2 separate regions of the Mus musculus genome follow, and region 1 is linked to region 2. Evidence: chromatin contacts called from public promoter capture Hi-C data. All regions are on one chromosome and are shown on one strand. The core of a region is the stretch at or near the end of the contact, and the rest is flanking DNA. Distances in the headings are between cores, read along the strand shown. Region 1 holds the start of Fgfr1 (fibroblast growth factor receptor 1). Region 2 holds the start of Ido1 (indoleamine 2,3-dioxygenase 1).

The links. Promoter capture Hi-C pulls out the DNA fragments that hold promoters and counts their contacts.
Region 1: a contact with region 2 is called in a promoter capture Hi-C map of the C10 cell line. The contact joins the promoter of Fgfr1 here to the promoter of Ido1 in region 2. A contact is called at or near these places in 2 of 39 promoter capture datasets (both in the C10 cell line) and 1 of 9 other capture datasets (liver).

The regions. Positions count from the first base shown.
Region 1 is chr8:25,517,440-25,520,139 of GRCm38.p6, reverse strand. It overlaps Fgfr1 (fibroblast growth factor receptor 1), which reads right to left and starts at 1,381. Exons shown (of 18, transcript NM_010206.3): 1 at 711-1,381. Gm31288 (a long non-coding RNA gene) reads left to right here. Exons shown (of 3, transcript XR_003947368.1): 3 at 1-452. RefSeq lists promoters at 1,242-1,456, 1,242-2,216.
Region 2 is chr8:24,595,511-24,598,210 of GRCm38.p6, reverse strand. It overlaps Ido1 (indoleamine 2,3-dioxygenase 1), which reads left to right and starts at 1,259. Exons shown (of 10, transcript NM_008324.2): 1 at 1,259-1,370. The coding sequence starts at 1,272. Gm51565 (a long non-coding RNA gene) reads right to left here and starts at 2,600. Exons shown (of 2, transcript XR_003947523.1): 1 at 2,191-2,600; 2 at 767-1,568.

The sequences.
Region 1 (2,700 bases), core at 132-2,631, 920 kb before region 2:
ACCCCTTCAAGAGTCCTCTAGGTCTAAGATAAAATAGAACATTACCACCACCACCACCATCACCCCTCAAAAGGGGGGGGAATCTTTGCTCGCTCTCCGCTAAAGCCGATTCAGCCATTTGGTGACGACACCTCCTTCAAACCTATTCCAAGACAAGCTAGCCTTCCCCGCCACTTCCTTTCCTCTTCAACCCCCCAACCTGGACCCCAGACTTGCCCGGAGGTAGGAAAACACTTGAAAAGATCCCAGATGTAGGGTGTTGAGCTTAAAGCCACCGGCTGAAACGGGGTGAATCCGCAAGAGGACCAAAAGATAGATGATGTACACACACACACACACACACACACACCCTCCATCTCCCGGCCCATTCCCGCCCTCCTCCCCAGTAGGGAACACACAGCTTCCGCCGCCTTCTCCTGGGCCAAGAGGGTCGGGGTCTGGACTCGGAGCGCAGCAGCCTCCTCGCTAGCTCCGGAGCGCGAGTTGGCGGAAAAGTTAGGCAGCGGGCAGCAGCAGCGGGCCCAGCGCGCGGGGAGGGGGCGCGGGCAGCGACACTGGCCGAGGGAGGAGGGACAGGGGCGCCGGGGAGGGAGCGGAGTCGGGGGTGGGGTGGGGGATTGGAGGAGGGAGGCGCGGGCTGCGACTGGCGAAGCGCGGGGGCCGCTCGGGACGCCCAGCCAGCCGGCTCTGCGGGCGCCGGCGACTCTTACCTCACTTGGCGCTGCGGTCCCGCCTCTGGAGAGCTCGCCGTGGCGCGGCGGGTGTCTGTGTCTTGCGCTCCCGCCGCTCGTCTCCGGGCTCCGTTCAGATCCTGATGGGGTCTCGAGGGCTCCGCGGCCGAGGCACGACTCCCGGCGGCACTCCGAGCCGGGCGCCTCCAGCCCGGGCGGGAACAATGGAGCCGAAGCTGGTGCCCCGGAGGCGGGGCGGGGGGGAGGGCTCGGGTCCGCCGCCCGGGGTCCCCAGATCGTGCGCCCCCCGCTCTCCAGTACGCAGCGGCGGCGGTGGCGGCGTCTCAGGCTTCTGGCAGCCCGAGTTCCATCACCCCTCCTGGGGCTCCGGCGTGCATTGACTGCAGCACGGCTGTGGTGCGCCCCTGGGACCTGAGAAAAGTCCTCGGTCTCCGCTGCTTTTCCAGCTGCGGCGCGCGCTCGCGGCCGGGAAAGGCGAGGTCGCCGCAATGCGCTAAGCACAGTCTCAGTCCAGTCCGGACGTCTCGGCCCCGCTTCCCTGCGCAGCCCGGGTCCTCTGCACGCAGCGGCTGCACCAGGGTTCCGGCTCCCGTTCCGCGCCGCCCGCAGCGGAGAGCCCCGCCAAAGTACCCGCAGGAGCGCTCCGAGCGCTGTGCGCCGGCGAGGCGCGAGGGCTCGCTCTCTCACTCCCACCCGGCGCTAGTCCCACCTCCTCCTCCTCCCCTTGCAGTTGCCTGCTGGGCCTTGTAGTTCTCAAGCTGCAGCCCCGGAGAAGCCTGGAGCGAGCAGAACTGCTCTACAGTCTGGTCTAACTTGAGTTTTCGCCTGGAGGGCGCCCGAATTTCAGACTGTGTGTAGATCAGCGATTTGGGGACAGGAGTGGAGGGTGGGGAGGGGCGGGTGCCTGGCTATAATTTTGAGGTTGCACTGGGCAACTTGGTCTTTGGTTATCTCTGTGCCTTGGGGTATGATTTTCGTGCTCTAAATCTCGGTTTTCCCGTCTCTAAAAGGAATAAATAGGACCCTCACATAGCTTACAATATACGAACTGTTTTTATTGATGGATCGGTTGACTTTCCCCCTCAGACCCTTTCCTTGGATCTCAACTTTCCCCAGCCACATAATTTAGGTTTTGTGGTTCACGCTGGAATGGACCCTGCAAATTCTACAGTGCTGTTCATGGTAGCCTTAGAAATCACCAGCTTTCAGGAAGCAACCGAAGAGAGGAGGGGTTTTTGTTTTTTTTTTTTTTCGGATGGGGGGGGATGTTTGTTTACTTGCTTGCTTGTTTTGTTTTGTTTGCCTTAGGAATTAATCAGAGTCAAACCAGAGCCTCCACAGTATACTATGAACCTCAAAGAAAATCGCTGAAATGCCCTTCCCACCAGGTCCCTCCACAGAGATGTTAATCTGTGGCTCTTTAATCCAATGAGTCCAGTGGACGTGAATCATATTGAGATTGTTAAAAAATAAAAATTTTTGATCCTGCTTGGACATGAGAAATCCCGATGTTTTGATGAAGCATGCTAACAATTCTGAGACAGCCAGTGGGGCCTTCGCCTCGTTGCAGGAGCTCACTTTCCAGCAGTCTAAAATGATGATGTACATATGCAATCCTAGCCCTGGAGGGTCAGAGACTTAAGATCACCGTTGGCCACATAGGGACTGAGACGACAGCCTGTGCTTACAGACCCTGTCTCAAACAAATCAAACACAGGGGTTGGCGATGCAGCTTTGACAAAGGCAAAGACAGTGCTTTGATTCCAGCACACTCTAGACCTGACTAGGTGGTTGGTACCTGTTGGTTTGCTGCATAGCAGTGGGGTGGGGGCTCTGCAAATTTTCCTGGTGACTGTGATGTGATGTCTACTTGGGGACCACTGGAAGGGTGGAATATGTCACACTAGGTGTGAATTCCACCACTCAAAGACTTTGGGCATGTCACGAATCTGATAAGATCTAGTCCCTCTATGGGTCTCCCCCATGAGAAGCAGACTGAATGAATGTA
Region 2 (2,700 bases), core at 10-2,509:
CTATATCAGGGTCCTTTCAGCAAATGCTTGCTAGTGTATGCAATGGTGTCATCGTTTGGAGACTAATTATGGGATGGATCCCTGGATATGGCAGTCTCTAGATGGTCCATCCTTTTGTCTCACCTCCAAACTTTGTCTCTGTAACTCCTTTTATGGGTGATTGTTTCCAATTCTAAGAAGGGGCAAAGTGTCCACACTTTGGTCTTCGTTCTTCTTCAGTTTCATGTGTTTTACAAATTGGCGAGGCACTTTCTTAAAATTAATTAATTAATTAATTAATTAATTAAAAACCCATACAAAACAAAACAACAACAAACCCAAAATCCATTTCATCAAAGTGGACATAAACTTAGGAGTTCTCTGTACACCTTTACCAGAGTCTCAATTTTGTATTGCAAGGAATGTTTTTAGTTATTTGACGCTGCTCTTTACTTTTGAACACATTAGAGAATCTCCAGGTGGGCAGGGCTGAGAGCTTGTCAGGAGTCGGTCCCTGGCAGCCAGATAGAGTAGGAAAGGTGGACCACCTTCCAAGATATGGCTTACAAATCATGTGAAGAAGTGAACCCTCCATTAGCCTTAGCACAGACAAGAACCTAGGGAAGAAAACTAGGGGGAAGGGTCTGGTGATGATCCCCCTCTGTGCTACTTCTGAGGCTGACTCTCCTGTGTGTCCCAGGTTGTGTTTCAGAGCTGGAGAGACAAAACACTGACATTTAAAACAGGACATAAGTTCCCTCGTGTGAAAGCCAATAACGGACAGCTATTGCTAGTTCGGCTGTCTTTATTTTAAACCCAAACTCTGAACGTTTTCTAAAGCAAAATGCATTCTCCTGGTCACCTGTCCTCATGGTTCTTGTCATGTGAGTTGGGCACTTTGTGGCTTGAACACCCAATCCTCCTGCTGGGGTAACAGGTGGCCACCCAAACCACTGATGGGGTGGTTTCCAGGGCCGAGGCCTGAGTGTGCACTCGGTCACCATAATTGGCACTGGGAAGCTGAGGCCATCAGAGCCAACAGTTGATGTCCTTATGGGATAAATCTGATAAGAAACACAAATGTTTAGTTTCTTCATATGACGAAGAGAGATCCTTTGTGGTTTGGTTGTTTATCAAATTGCAAATACATAAAACAGAAAATGAAACTGTCCCAGGTGGAAGCCACTTCTCCCCGAGTATTACGTGTCAGCTGTGGGGTTTGGCTAAACCCTATAAGAGATGCTGGGACATTCCTTCAGTGGCCAAGTGGGGGGTCAGTGGAGTAGACAGCAATGGCACTCAGTAAAATATCTCCTACAGAAGGTTCTAGAAGGATCCTTGAAGACCACCACATAGATGAAGATGTGGGCTTTGCTCTACCACATCCACTGGTAAGAAAAGTGAAAATCTGCTTTGTCCTCATTATTTATCTCGACAGATGAATTTCTAAGTAAGCAGCTCTGTCTCAGGTTCTCTTAAGCGAATGAGTGATGTCAAATTCAGAGCCCACTTACAAAAAGGGAGCCTGGCTGCTCTTCAGTGTTTCTTCTTCTTCTTCTTCCTCAAAATCCAGCCCTTACTTTCTTAACCTGGAAATGTGAAGTGGTGAGGGAAGGGGCACATGAGAAGTCTTTTTAGTTTCGTGAAGGAAACGGGCTCATAGAAGGGAAGCCAGTTTGTCACAATGACTTTTCCAGCACGGTGTCCTGAAACAGCAACATTCAAATGCCCAGAGCCATAGAAACATTTCTCTTCTGAACCTTATCAAATGGATCGATCTGTGCTCCTCACTGATTTCAGTATATGAGATGATAGATCAAGCAACTTTTGTTTCATACTAATAATGCTTGTGGTTTGCCAAGCATAATCCAAAGGAAGGTATGAACAACCTTGATTGTGCTTTTGTGCAAGTTTTGGAATCCAAGTGCGGTGCATGTGGGGGAAATGCCTCGTGTCTCAACCAGGTACAGTGGGAAACAACTATAGTTCCATCACCCAGGAGTCAGAGGCAGGGGCATAGCCTCAAATTCAAGGCCAGACAGTCTTAAATAAAACAAAAGCTGAGAACGCACTGAACAAACAAAAATTATGTCATTAAATTGGACTGCAAAAACGCCACGCATACCAATTTATCATTCACATCTTCATTATCAACACTTACGGAAAATAGCAAAGAAGCAAAATACTCGTTTAGAGGTGCCCCATGCTCACCTAGTCTCACTAAGACCCGAACAGAGTAAGTAGTCAGTCGCACGTTTTGAGCTCGGGTGACTCTAGGACCCAGACGCAAAGAGCCATGGAGCCAGGAAGGCACAGATCTAGGGGCAGTGGGCTAGAGACTGGGATCAGATATGGAAAACCAAGGCAGTTCCCGGGAAGGCGAGGCACGGGTACACTGCAGAATTAAGGGTAGCAGCGAGCCTGTATCAGCTCGCCCAGCCGGGAGCGATCTGAAGCATGCACCCCGCAGTGCTCACGAGGAGCATCCTGCGCAGCTCCCATCCAATCCAGTGGCTTGCTGCTTGGGGCGGGACTACAGTTTAGCATGCAGCCTCAGGCTCTCCCGTCTTTGGGCACCAAGCCTGATATCCTTGCTACAAGTGTCCTGGCGCCTGCATCTTTGGGTGCCCTGGCGTGCCTGGTTTTGAGGTTTTCGTGTATCCGGTCACGAATGTGGAACTGACCACCTCAGGGTTTAGCGCTGCAGTTCTCAACCTTCTT